Regions from separate parts of the Gossypium hirsutum genome. Here region 1 is linked to region 2. The links are chromatin contacts, called in public Hi-C maps. All regions are on one chromosome and are shown on one strand. The core of a region is the stretch at or near the end of the contact, and the rest is flanking DNA. Distances in the headings are between cores, read along the strand shown. Region 1 holds the start of LOC107954849 (60S ribosomal protein L18a). Region 2 has its middle 9.8 kb from the start of LOC121219514.

The links. A called contact is a pair of places that touch in the nucleus more often than the background predicts.
Region 1: a Hi-C map of leaf shows a contact between it and region 2, with 1.8 times the contacts expected there. The contact joins the promoter of LOC107954849 here to the enhancer-like site in region 2. A contact is called at or near these places in 13 of 34 Hi-C or Micro-C datasets (callus, cotyledon, leaf and 1 more).

What each region holds. Positions count from the first base shown.
Region 1 is chrD07:49,310,043-49,317,650 of Gossypium_hirsutum_v2.1, reverse strand. It overlaps LOC107954849 (60S ribosomal protein L18a), which reads right to left and starts at 5,538. Exons shown (of 4, transcript XM_016890537.2): 1 at 5,389-5,538; 2 at 5,168-5,283; 3 at 4,983-5,046; 4 at 2,746-3,270. The coding sequence starts at 5,403. The coding sequence ends at 2,929. It overlaps LOC121219516 (a long non-coding RNA gene), which reads right to left. Exons shown (of 2, transcript XR_005916318.1): 2 at 7,301-7,571.
Region 2 is chrD07:49,229,662-49,237,019 of Gossypium_hirsutum_v2.1, reverse strand. It overlaps the pseudogene LOC121219515. Among protein-coding and RNA genes, the nearest start is that of LOC121219514, 9.8 kb to the right of the region's middle. Within about 2 kb of position 5,604, at least 6 of the 9 cell types and tissues checked have an H3K27ac peak or open chromatin away from gene starts, as enhancers often do. A contact at or near this core is called in cotyledon, where this site is marked.

The sequences.
Region 1 (7,608 bases), core at 4,289-6,788, 81 kb before region 2:
AACTCATCATTGCTTTTCTGTTTATCAAAGGCTGAAAATATCAAATTTTATTCTTAATTTACAACAAAGTAGTTATATACATATGACTCAAATTCATATCTTGCCCAAATTCATAGATTAAAACACAAAAAGAAAATAGAAATTCTTACTCATATCAAACATCCTATTCAATCAATAACAAGCTGTCAAATTCCAAAATGTTTAATATCTTAAAAAAATCATATTTCTGTTCATCCTAATTAACTATTTAGAAAAAATGGAATACATGAAAGACCTCTAAGTACCAGTATCAGTATCTTCACCCCTAAACCCCAAAGCCAGACTACACAAATTGCATCTAACAGCTTCTAGTTTCACTAATCTGCACTCAGCATGAAATTCAATATTCTTAACATTATAAATTGTTTTGAACATTCGTTATCATCTAACATTTTCATCTTACCTATTTTTGCTACTTTCAGAGGACCAAATTACAACAGAACAAACAAACAAAAGAACTCGAACTGCAGAAATATTACCTATTTTTGCTACTTTCAGAGGACCAAAAGAACTCAATGATCTTACCTATTTTTGCTACTCAATTCAGGCACTTAAACAAACAAACATTGGAAGAAATCTCATTCGCGGTTTTGGAGATCAGAAAAGGACTCGAAAATTACAACAGAACAAACAGAAATCGAAGATTAGCAGAGAAGAGAGAACAACTTCGAACGGCATGCATTTCTTAAGCCTAACCAACAACTGAAAACACATTTCAATTCAACATGCAATACAAACAGAATAAAATTGGCTAAAACTAACCTATTAGCAAATCGGGGCACAATGAAGAAGAACCTGAAAAAAGCAAATGGGGAAACCGATTAGATAAAAACAATAGATCATATTTACCTCGAACGTATTGGTTTTCATCTACAATAGCAAAGGATATTAATCTATCGGGAAACATAGACTAACCGATGACGCAAATCGGCAGAAACTGTGAGCAAATCGGCCGAAATAGAAAAGAAAATAATCGGGGGAGCAAATCGGCAGAAAAGGGAAGAAAATAATACTGGGAAAAAGCAATGAAACAAGGAAGCAATTCGGATGAAGGTGGGAAACGGAAGAGAAACAGAGGGGATCGATTAGGGGTAAAAGAGGGAAGGTTTAGGGTAGGGTCATCTAATCTGGGAAGAAGGGGGGAATAGAAATCAGTGCTTTTCACCAATTAGGGAAGTAAGGGGATACACGCGTATTAGCAATACGCTCAACCAAACGGTGTCTTAGATTGGTATTAGGTGGGCCCCACCGATTAGGGGTGTATTGGCTTAGCCAATACACCAAACCAAACAAGCTCTTAGTGTTTTGTACCCTTTGGATAATTTGGAATCAAGGAATGAATTCATCTTTTGGATGGCTGAACCCTCACCAATAGGGCAATTCCCAAGATTCAAAGCCTGCACGATTCTCTCGACATTTTGCAAAATCATCGGTCAAGGAATCAAGCTCGTGAGACGGGTGCAAATTCCCTCTCCACATTGCAATATCAATTGCAGGCGAAATAACATGACTGGTGGAGCTACTATCGTTCAGGATTACAGAGGTTTTCAGATTTTGTCCATTGGAAGCTTCAATTTTGTCAACAAAATTCAGGCCAAGCTTCTCACTCTCCATTCTATTCTTACTCTAAAAATCATAATATTTCTTCACGTAAGTTTCTGGAAGTGACAAAAATGGTTGAATATCATTCGTGAACGCACTAAAGTAGGATGAAATCTCCAACCAACACTTGATAATATCAAGCACCTCCTCCACTCTATCCACATTCATAACGAGCTAATGGGTAATAGGTGTCTATGCTAGGAAACGATGAGCTACATATGCTTCCAAAGCATATATTAGTTTTTCGTGGTGTTAACCAGATTTGTACCCAAAAAAAAAATTTGTTTATTATATTAAAAAAAAGAAAAAAAAAACTGAAGCCTAGAACATCCTCGTTTACGTTCATTGGTTCTTTTTTCTCGTCCAATACAACCACAATTTTCGAGTATCTATCATTCTCCATTTTTGTTCACCCTTCACTGGTTCTCGTGAGGTCAAGAAGCACTACCGGTTGCAGATCCACCATACGTAGAGATGAACCAACTGGATGCTTTTTGGCCGAACTGAGCCAAAAGTTTAAACACATCAGTTTTTTCAAGCTTTTCCGCATAAACCAGTTCTCGATTTTAGACTAATTATTGGTTCTCTCAAATTCCCACATTTTCTGGTTTTGATGCAATAGTTCTCTTAAATCCTTCAAATGCTAGGATCCACACTAATGCAGATATTTAAAGAAAATAAAAAATTGGAAGAAAATAAAAAAGATAAATATCAAAATTATACATTAATTTTAATTTAATATGTAACTACATACAGAAATTTTAACTCGTACAATTTTATACATTAATTAAATTTGATACAGTTATTAGTATTGCATCATTTTATATTTGTATATTGCACACAAAAATATTTGTATTTATTCCATTTAAAAATAAATTGATGTATTTCTTTGTTTAAATGTACTTGATTAAATCAAAATTAAAATTTTATGTACATATTTAAATTACAATCAAAATTTTATATAAGTTCATCAAATTAAAATTCATATATTAAATTGCACATTGAATCAAAGTTTAATGTATAATTGTGATATTTATCCCAAAATAAAATGTAACCGCACCATGCATTGCAGATGCATCATACAGATCATTCACCAACTAGAAATTAGCAAATTCACCATGTTCATTAAATTAAAAAGTAAAGTCATCAAAACACAATCTTCGAAACATAAAAGAACTATAAAAGTAAACATAGAGTGTTCAAAATTTGATAACCCCTCTCAATCTAACAAGTGAAGTAATCAAACTATTAGGCATTAGACCTACCACCACCAGCCATGAAAAATAACTACATAAACAAGTTGGGTTTGGTTGCCTTGTATGTCGTCTTGAGCTTCCTAGTTGGTGGCCTGACCTTCTTGAATACCAGTGGGAATTTGATTTTGGAGTTGTGGAACTGCTTGGTGCTGTCCCTCTTGCAAAGTTTTGCTGGGATGGTAGCTGTCTTGATGATTTGAATACAAGGAAACCTCACCCTATGACGAGACGCCATCTCGGTGTACATCTGTTCTACAGCACCATTGAGGGTTGTGTCTCGGTATTCCTTGTACATATTGTGATAACCAGTTCGACTTTGATATCGCAGCCAAATGCCATAGTTCTTGATCTTGGTAGGGCTTTTCTCAAAGATCTGCAATCAAAAACATTTATTGCGAGAAAAATATTGGTTTCATGGTAATTTAGGAACAATGCATCATTCTCTTTAAAATAACAAAGGAACACAAGTGAGCCAGCATCAAAGCACAAATGCATTGCTACAAGGTTTGACACTAATGTAAGGTATAAAGCACAGGTAAATATGTAAGCATGTTGTCTACTCTACTCAACTGCCCTGTTATCCGGACTCGGCAGTAAGGGGTGTTGTACCAGTGTCGACACGATCCAACATGGATTCCAACACTGGAAACAGATCAGATCCAGCAAAAATCAACGGACACAATGCAGGGAGAACTGAGGAAAAAAAAACAGGAAGAAAGGAAAAGAAAGGTGTATACACAGCATAGGCGATGAGGCTATGACGTCGACCATCGACGACTTCTGACAAAGAAATTGCCGGTGGAGGAAAAGGAAAAAAAAATCTGCTAATTAAAGCCCCAACAGCAGGCGGCATAGAGAAGAAGTGTAATGTTGTGACTTTTCACTTTTAGTTTCTAGGGGTTTTTTATAAAATTTTTAACGCTGGTCCAGACTCCAGACCAGCCCATTATTTTATAATTCACAATGGGCCAAAAGTTAAAGCTTAAAAAAAACACCTTTCAAAAGAAGAGCAAAGGCTGGAAATAAATTAGGTTATGAGAGGCAGAAAAAAAAATTATATTTTTTAAATGGGAGACTCCGTGTCCAACTGTTGGATAGCGTCCCCGAGTCCCCTGTCTGAGATTTCAAGAATTACCATGTCCGAAACTTGGATCCTTACCCGTGTCCCTAGTCTCATTCACATAGCTCAACTGTCCCAACTCCGAAACATCCAAACTCCCAATACAAAAGAGTTTAAGAAAGTATTTTCTTTTCTCACAATCTAAGGTTTTATCTTCACTCACAGTGGTACTTCATTCTGGTGCATCAAATGACCAGATATACCAGGCTCAGAAGAATAACTAAATACCATCCAGATTAGATCTAAGGCTAATCATTTAGCATGATGCTTCTTTTAAATCCAATCAAACCGATTGATCAAAACATGTTTCTAGATGAAGACCATTTCAAGCTCAGTATGAGAAGATCATTTTTCAAAAAAAAAATAGAACATTTCTTATCCAATATGCAACACTTAAACACACAAAAATTAACTCGGGTGGCTTAAAATGTCTAATTCCATATACATGGAAATGGTGAAACATCATTCCCTCTTGAGAAACGAGATCTGGCTAAACTAAACAGTAAGGATAGAACATAAGCCTACCATGTTTAGCAGTGACAACTCTACATCTAGTATATGGTAAACAAAGCAATCAAATTAAGAAAGATATTAATGCTTAAAAGACTTTCTCTTCTAAAATAAACAATGAACACAAAACCAATGTGTTTTATTTACAACACCTTTTCTCTTAAAATATAGGCATAAGAGAACCTCCAAGTTAAAATTATGTGATTAGGCCAACTTTTTTTGTTTTTCCCCCTCTTTTCTTAAACACCTTATATGTCACTCATAATGCAGTAACTCCCAATTATGAATGAACAGAGTAACTGTAATCTTTCATCATAAATCGACACAACTAAATAGTAGAAGTTAATGAACAATATAATATAAGGTTCCTATATGATAAAATGCAATGCTATTAGCTTGCTTAAGCCATACACTAATGGGGGGTTCAAAATTGAAGAACAAGTAAGGTTGAATACCTCATTGATAGCCAAAACTTGTCCATTGCTTTTCTTCACCTTCTTCAGCTTCCTCAAAAAATACCTAAACATGGAAAACAAAACACATCCAGAAAACCAAAATTAAAAATCCCAATCCCCTATCTCATCAAGGAAATCAAAACAAACGAAATCAGGAATTATCAGCAAATTGCAAATTTACAGACCAAAACTTGGATTTGGCACGGACTTCGTTAGTGGCCCAAAGCTTCATACGGTAAATCTTGGGATGCTCATCTGCTTCTGTAGGAAGGCCTCTGCCCACCACTTGGTATTGATGAAACTGTTTTTTTTTTTTTCAAAGAAAAATCAAAACCCAAAATCCCATCACCATTGTCTCAACAACAAAAAAATGGAAAAAGAAAAGAAAATAGAAATCTGAACTTACCCTAAAAGCAACCATTTTGGGATACAGAAGAAGAGAAGCAGCGGCTCACTAGTTTGGTTTGGTTTCCTTTCTCCCTTTGCTTCTCTCTCTGAAAAAAAAACCCTAATAAAACTTTCATTTTAAGTTGTTGGGGCTTAACTGGGCCTTAGTACCTCAGATCCACCCAAATTCTAACTTTTTATAGAAAGCCCATCTTCCAATATTTTTCCTGTGCTCCGGATCGGCTCCCGCCTTCTTTAAAATACTGAACCAATGGTTATTACCGAACCATACTAAATTGGTATAGATTTCAAGTTTTCGTATTGTTTTTGGACTTTATTTAAATAAGATTATCTTTATTTTATGTTTCTTAAACACTATTTAACAATTTTTTTAATTATACATAAAATCTTAATTAATATATTTATCTGAAAAATAAATTGTAAAATTTATAATTATAAATGTTTGTTAAAAATCTAATTAAACCTTGATTTAATTATTCTCAATCTTCATTGAACATAATCAAATATTAAATCATTTATATTTTAGAACTCTCAACGCGTAATGATAGCAAAAAAGCACTCAACTTGGAAATGTTAATAACGATGACCAAAATTTTAAAAGTTTTAACAATAATAATAATTGAAAAAAGAATACAGTACACATAATAAGTATAAATGAGATAAACACTTGAATTCTTATAAGTTTTAATAAAAATAATAAATAAACAATGAAGTTGTGAGAGATTGACCCTCAAATTAGATTTAGGGTTTATTTTTTTATTTAATTATAGGATATGTGAAAGCATAATAAAAGTTATATTTAATGTATTTTTTTTTAGGTTCTAAATGGGTTGTTTATTGGGCTTATGTGTTCAAAAAATATTGGCTCTTTTTTTTAAAATTTTTAAAATTTTTTCTTTTGGACTTTTCAGTGTCCAATAAAATAAACTGAAACAGAATCAAATTGATGTGGTTCAATGGCATTATCTAACCGAAACCGAACTATAAAAAAATTTGAATTGTCAATTCAACTCGATTTGGTTGATTTTTTGCTCAACCCTCCTAGGTAGTGGAAAATTTTAACTTGAGATTTTGTAATGTGTCATTAAGTTGTATTTTAAAAAAATTTAAAAAAATATGTGACAAAATCTCAACCTCGCTTGTGGAATAAGAATTTTTCATTGCCTGTATACCACATAGTTACCCTTATTTTTATATAAAATAATAACGATAATTTTATTTGAAAAATGTTACTATTACAAATATAATACGATGTATAAATAAATATTTGAACAATTAGTATGTAAAATCAAATTAGTACAAAGTCAACAGACGAGAAATTGAGAAGAAATGTACAAAATTTATCCATGGCATATGGACGTGTTTGGTGCAATTATAAAAACAAATATATTGTATTAATTTTAAAAATACATATTACATTAAAGTTCATACTAATTTACCAATAAGTGTTGTGTACAATGATAAGACATATTGTTATCTTAGTGAGAGGACTCGAGTTCAAACACTAAAGATAACATTGTTGGAAAACCAATCACAAATCCCCAAAAGATTAGTTTTCATAAACCATAAAACAAACATGAATGATACTTTGATCAAATCCAAAAAAAAAAATCAAACTAACTAAAATTTAGTTCATGTTTTGGCTTAAATACTTGTTTGGTATTTGAACTTGACACTAATTTTAACTTGATACTTATTGTTTTTTTTTCTTTTATTCCAACTTAGTATTTGAATTTTTTTAGCCAATGATTATAATGTGATAACAAAAAATGACGTGATAGTTTAAGATTATTACATGTGACAAGGTCACATCATTTACCTTGAAAAAATAAAAAACTTAAAAATTATTAATTTATAAATAATTGTAATAATTGTAATAGACCCAATTTGTCCGGGCCCAAAAGCATAAATAAATAAGCCAAATCAAAAATTAAAAGTCCAAATGTCCAGATTACAAACCAAAATAAACACAGCCCAGTAAACTAAACCCTATTAGCTTAAGCCCAATACCCCTAGCCCAACCATAATGCAGCCCAAAATAAAAAATCAAAAACAGAAAACCCTAGGCATGCGGTTCTAGCACGAGCGCCGTAACAGCAACCTCCAACGTCGTTCTCCCCAGCCACGCGCACCTCCGTACGACCACATCCGTACCGCCATGTCTGTCTCTGCACACTGTACCTGCAGGAAGGACAAGCAAACAAAAAAGAAGCAGAAA
Region 2 (7,358 bases), core at 4,355-6,854:
TTTATTGATAAAGATGAGAAACAATATATTATACTTGATATTGTTCAAATAGTAACTCTTGATCAAGACAATGTCATAAAACCTCATAGTTAAGTAACAAACTCTACAACCTTAAAAACTAATACCATTAAGAAGGTTCACTAGAGAAAGTTATAATGGCTTTAATGGCATATTTTGACCTTGAGCTACACTAGATGGATGTCAAGATTGTGTTTCTCAATAGTAATATTGATGAGACGATTTAAATGGTGCAACCAGAAAACTGTGTTCGATGATGCAAAGTCAATGATTTACAAATTAAAGAAATCTATCTATGGGCTTAAGTAGGCCACTCTTTAGTGGTATTACAATATTTTCCAAGTGATTACCTCATTCGGTTTAGAGATGAATTTGATTAATGATTGTATATATTACAAATTCAGTGGGAGTAAGCATAGTCTCAATCAATGCCCAAAGAATGATTTTGAGATTATGGAAATGAATAAGATTCCCTATATTTCAATAGTGTGAAGTCTAATGTATGGTCAAGTTTGTATGAGTTTGGTTATCGTGTACATTGTTGGGATGTTGTGTAGATATTTGAGCAAATTCAGGTATGGATTATTGGAAAGCAACCAAACATTCATACATTATTTTTAGAAAGCAAAACATTACATACTTACATATCAGAGGTTTGATAAGTTAAAGACCATCAAGTATACAGACTTTGATTTTAGTGGAATATGGATACAAATTTTGTCACTAAGGTACAAATTAATAAATGGCAGTCCTTTATTCTAATGACAATAGGAGCACATTAAAGTCAAAGCACATAGACTTTAAATTCCTAGTTGTTAAAATAGGAGTTTAGAGGTCAGCTGTCTATTAAGCATATTGGGGTGAACTCTTTGATTGTAGATTCGCTTACTAAGGGACACCCAAGGTTTTTATGAGCACAATGCTTATATGGGTGTAATGGAATTTCAAAATATTCAATTTTAGTGGGAGTTTGTAATTTAAATGCTTTATGTTATAAACATATTTTCGATTATTTCAATTTACGAATATTAAGGTTATTTTTCACAGAAATAAAGTTTATTTGGTTTATTTACACTCTGGTTTTGGTAAAGTTTGATCTCACAGAGGTTAAAGTGGACTAGTTGAAAATAGACATGTTTAGATCACATTGTATGTAATTTCCATGCTACATATCCATACTTGATCTATGTCATTTGGTTGTGCTAATATGCGTGATTAGGGATGGATTTAGTTACAATATGTAACAAAATTTGCCTTGGTTCTATGTTGACATAATTAATGGACGAGATTGTTTGAAATACTTTTTGGATATGATAGTAAGGTTTTGAGCTCATAAAGTTATATCGTGACATGTAATTATAAGATAATTAGTAGATATATATGGTCCAAGTGAGAGATTGTTGGAAAAATATGAATATCACATATATAATAATTACAATTATTATTTACTATCATAAAAGGTTAGCCAAATTAAAAGTGATCTAATTTGGTTAAGGCTTATTGTGCTTCAGTTATTAAATAAAGTATGGGTTAAATATGTGTAGATACTCTAGTATCTAATTTCTAATTAATGATGGGCTAATTAAAAATTGATGTTAATGTGCAAAACTTATATATTAGGGTTATAGTCCCCAAATTAGACATACGTAACTTTTCTAGCATCCCATCTTCAGAAAATAAAAAGTCATATTCTATAAAATAATTGCGTGTTAATTTGGAAGATCAAAACCACAATATTTCAAGATCTCAAGATATCAATGAATTAAAGTATGCTTCCGCATTTATTTTTATTCTTGATTTATTCTTAATGATCTAACATGTCAGTTCTTGATCTGTGGTTTTTAGTTTATATTAGAATTTTACGGTTCTAGCATACTATCCTATTTACACACTAAACCTTAAATTCAAATTTCAAAGTTCTTAATGACTGCTCCCTTATTAAGATCAGAAGAATGATATGTCATTGAGAATGAAACAACAATGGAAGAATCTTTAGTATCTCTGTGCCACAGTCATTTGGATATAAAATGGCCTGATGATAAAATCATTCTTCACTTAAGAGATTTTGGTTTCTATCACATTAGTCAAATTGTAGATTTTACTTTTGTCTCGACATTCCTTTGTGCTATGATTGGATGATGAAGACTTGAAACCTATACGTTTCATTTTCTATGTGGCAAATGTAACATTATTGACGTGCCTTCCAATTGACAAGCTAACAATAACAAGAAAATCTAATAAGAATATGGGAACATACTTATTGATGCATTCGGGAAGGGTACTAATTTTAAGTTTAATTTTTATGGCTTTTAGATTAACTTTACATGGTTGAAGAGACACTTTAGTGTACTCTCACTGTATCCAACTCCCTTAATATTGAATGTCCTGCAAGACTTTACATCCTCTGGCTAATTAGAGATGTGCTAATATAAGTTTGGCAACAAAGTTCATACCATGTTTCTTCCATTGTTAGTTGATTCCCCAAATAGCTGAAACATACAATTGGGGGTCAATGGTTTTGGCATGACTATGTAAGCCGGGCAGAGTGGGGAACATGGAAGTAAATGGTTACCTTATGATATCACAATTTTAAGGGTGGTCTCAACTTTCGTGAATAGCGCCTATCCCATTTGAGAATCTCAATTTCTCTCTTATTAGAAGGTAAAATTAGAAGCATATGTTTTAAAATGTATTGCATTTTGAATGTTTTATATTGATATTAAAATTTTATATTTTAATAAATGGTCCAATTATTGTGATCATACAACTTATTGGCCAAGATTGAGGTGGAGGCCAAGTTGCTTAAGCTTCCCAGCCTCTTGTACTTGCCAAACCTGGCCAAACTTTCCAAGCTATCATACCTTTCGAACTTAGCCAAATAAGAAACCACTGCCAAGAGCCTAGGAGACCTACTACATTAGTGATGCATAAAAGGTCAAGTCTCAATTGGTTTATCCTCCTCCTCATCATCACCATCACAGTCTCAGAGTCTAATTTTGTGACAATCATCGTAGTGCTCTATCATGACAAGTCCTTTTAAGATCAGTTCCCCATAGATCTTGTGGCACCATTGCCTTGGCGAATGTTATATATACTACATAATACAACTAGAATCTAGAATCTAGAATCTAGAAACTAAAAACTAAAACTACCAAAGCTTTCAAATAAAATATAATGGAGAAGAACCATCAAATTTTCAAACAAAATAGAGTCACAAAAACAAAAACCACCATTACTTTAAGAGAAAACAAACTGAACTAAAACAAGAACCATTACAGTCTTCAAAGAAAATATAGTGAATTGAAAATAAAAAATAAAAAATATATATAAAAGGATATTGTTGAAGAGACCGTGACCAATAACCAGTTTGAAGGTTGGTGTCGCTATTTGCAAGGTCAAGATTTTATTTTAGAATGTTAAGCAGCTTGGGTTTTTTCTTCTTCTTCTTAGTTGATGATGTATTTTTTAATGGGATTAATTATTTATCTTTAAATAAATGATAAATTTCCAGTTAATTCTATTTTTTAAATATCTTATATGAAAATTTAAAAAGTAAAAACTATTCTCTTAATACAATTTATTGATTTATAAGAAATGATTTTTCAATAATTTTCTAACTAAGTTAATATTTGTTTGTTAAAATATGTCATAAGTCTCTAATTTCTTTGTAAATTTAGAATTTAGTCATTGTATTTTTATTTTTAGGAATCTAGTCCAACCTTTTGAGATTTCAAAGTTCAGGTCCATTGTTAAAACTTTTAAATTTATTTTGTTAAATTTGTTGGTGTAACCTTTTGAAATAATAAAAAAATATTTTCTTAGGAGTAATGTAAACAAAAGTACAAAGATAAAGTACATGGATTAAATTCCACATTTAATAAAAAAAACTTTGTTGTAATACAATTATTTTAATTATTATTTAATAAAAATATATTTTTAATTTATATTTTATTGTTTAATATACATATAATTTCATCTTATTACCATCACTATGATTAAATTTAAACCCCACCCTAATGTTAAATTTAGGAGAGCAAACGGAGTGAACATACAAAGAAAGAAGCTAATCAAAAGAAGGCAGGAAGGTAAGTAGTATTCACTTTTTATACTTTGCTTAGATTCATAAAACTCAAAAAGGAGTAAAGAATAACACAAAAGGAAAGGCATCATTTAATCCCTCTTAAACAATCACATCCACAATCACTGTTTTGTTACTACATCTCATAAACTTAAAAATTCTATAAACAATATTTAAAAAAAAAAGATAAAAACTTGAAAAAGAAAATATAAAATGTGATAAAAATATCATAGCAGTTTTTATTTTATATTGAAAATGGGTAAATTAGTTTATTGTGTTAATCGGTTTGACTTTTACTCTTTTATTAGAAGTAAATTAACCTTCAACTTTTTAAGTAAAATTTTAAAAATTTTAAAAACTAAAAAAAATGTTAAAAATTATAATTCCAATTATTATGAAAAAAGCCTATAAAAATTTGAAAAATAAAATTTCAAAAAAGTATATGTTTTCAAATTAAAAAAAAAATCTTAAATTAAAAAATTGAAACTGAATTTTATTTTTAATTAAAATTTTCCAAAAATTATGTATTCTTAAAAAAGTTCTTTTATAATTTTTGGAAGTTTTTATTTTTTAAATTTAAAATTATTTACATTTTTAGATTAAAATTAGAAAAGACATTTAGAATTGTTTTGAATTATATGGTAGCTTCTAATTCTTCTCTTCTTTCATTATTAACAAGGTTTGAGAATAGACCTCACTGGGAGGCCCTTCTCTTGATGAATTCTTGGAACTGTTTTTATTTTTATTTTATAATTTTTAAACTATTTATCAATGTGAAATATAAAACAAAATAGCACCAAGGAATAATAAAAATAATGAGGGCCAATTTGCTTTTAAAAGACTAGAAATGAAACTGAATAAATGAGGTAAGGATTAAATTTATTAATATTTTTTTATATAAAACATCAAAAATAAATACTTATTGATATAATTTTAAGAAAATTTCTATAAAAACCAATTTACTTATTTTTAAATAAATAAGTTAAAATACAATCTAAAATATAGTTATTTAAATTTTTTTAAAACATTAATCTCATTATAATTTCTTTTATCATATTTTTTTTAATACAATGCCAATCGAGGTAAGAGCCAATCGGTTTTAATGATTTACTAAAATTAAAATTTAATTTCTTAAATTATTTATTTTATCAAATCATTACATATATTTATTAAATATTAAAAGTGGGTATATTTTTATGATAGGTAGTAAACTCCTGAAAATAAAAAACCGACAGAAGTGAATCAACTATTTCGTCTTCAATCTGAGTTTTTTGAGCATTACGTCTAACTGCTAGTCTATGCCTTAAACCTAACAGCCCTTCTCAGTTTCAACACCACCCCCCAATTTCCCTTCAAATATATTCCACATTTCGCCCTAACCATTTTTTTTTCCTCTCTTTTTTTTTTCATTGGGCTGAAGATTAAAGCTTTTCTATTGGATTTCTTCTCTCATGGCTTCCAATGGTGCTTCCACGGTAAATCCTTCTTCTTCTCCTCCTCCTCCATTTGTGGTGATTGGAATTGATTTTCCTTTTGGTATTTAATTTTGGAAAAAAGGAACAAGGAGTTAGGGATGCTACGGAAAACAGTTTGGAAAAGATCAAACGGCAACTGGCCTCTGGCTCCGGTAGGAACTTGCTCCAAGGTCCACTTCTCAAGCGATCTGAGACCGTACGATCTTCTTCTTCTCTCTCTCAATTTTATTACTGGAATTAAGCAGTATTAAAATTCATTTAGTTTTTCGATTCTATTATCAGTTATGGATTTCATAAATTTGTATTTTCTTTTAAATTCATGAATTTTCAAGCAATTTGATGATTTAGTGTATATACTGTACATTGGTTTAACAGCTGAGGAAATGGAATGAAAGGTGGGTGATATTAGACCCTACGACGGGGAAAATGGAATACAAGTAAGTGTGTTTCCATTTCTTAATTATTTTTGGTTTTCTTCGAAACACTGAAAATTAAACTAGAAATTCTGTTGTTTTGGTTTTTGTAGGACTAGGAGGAATGAGCCAAGTATTAAGGGAATCATCACGTTTGATGAAAACAGCGTCATCTCTATGTCTCCTGTTAACTTTCAGTAAGACAATTTTCTTGTTCCTTGTTTGGTTGATTGTTGCTGTCTGTTACCTGGACTTTATTTTCCCTAAAGTACACAGGCACTTGTGTTTGATATATATTTGGACATAGGCACAGAGTTATGATCCTTGAAATATATGGAAAAGAGAAATGATCATGCCAATGTTGACATATATCCATATTTGTCACCTCCGAGTTATTGCTGTGAGTCTCGATTCTTTAGCTGGGCATTGTTATTAACCTATCTTTTCTGTTTGTTTGTTTTTTCATTACAGTGGACTTCCAAAGTATGATGGCTGTTGTTTCTGTATCCAATAACTTGTTAAGAAACTGAAAAGCTTCGAGGGTCTTTTTGCTTATGTTTGTGGAAGTTTTCAGTTGCTAAACTTGTGTGCTTCTTAACTACCATTTAGATATTGGGACACCCCAGAAAAAGGACTACTTTCTTTGTGCAGAGACGCCTGGTGCTGCTAGAGCTTGGGTATCAACTTTACAGTAAGTTTTTTACAATGTGCTGCACTATATCAGTCTTTTTATTATTCTGTTTTCTGTTTCAGAAGTGATACACACACATGTATTCCCTCTCCATAAGTTTGATCGAACAAGTTTATGCTATGATGTCTTGTGGGTGATACGTGGTGGGTACTTGAACTTCAAAGCTGACGGATCAATCAAACTTATGGGGAGGGAATATTTTTTTTTTCTGAAAGCAGGGGAGGGAATATATATGTTCGTGTTTAAGGGATTGCATGTTGTGCTTCTAACTCTCTTGTAACACTTTTGCTTTCTTGATAAGAAACATTTCACATGTCCTTTTGCACTTGTCAGTTTTTGGTTGGTTGTATTTAAGAGGCCAAAATGCCTGAAATGGTAAGAGATTCATGTTCAAAGAAAAGCATAAATTCTTATTACTCTTTGGATTCTCTCCAATTGTCTAAAGTTGACTCTGGATATCTGCTTGTGGTCTGAAAAGTATCTTGCCATATGTTTTATGGACTTCTTTTGGCAACTAATTTTATATATATGGTTGATGTCATCTGTTCGGTGTTCTTCTCCCTTCCAAAAATTAGTGCGACACAATTGGTTCTAAAGGCTCACAAAGAAGCTGTCAATTCCTTAAGTGGCAACGGCTCTGCAAAATTAGGTACAGTTGCAACAGTAGTTGCAGCTGCCAATTC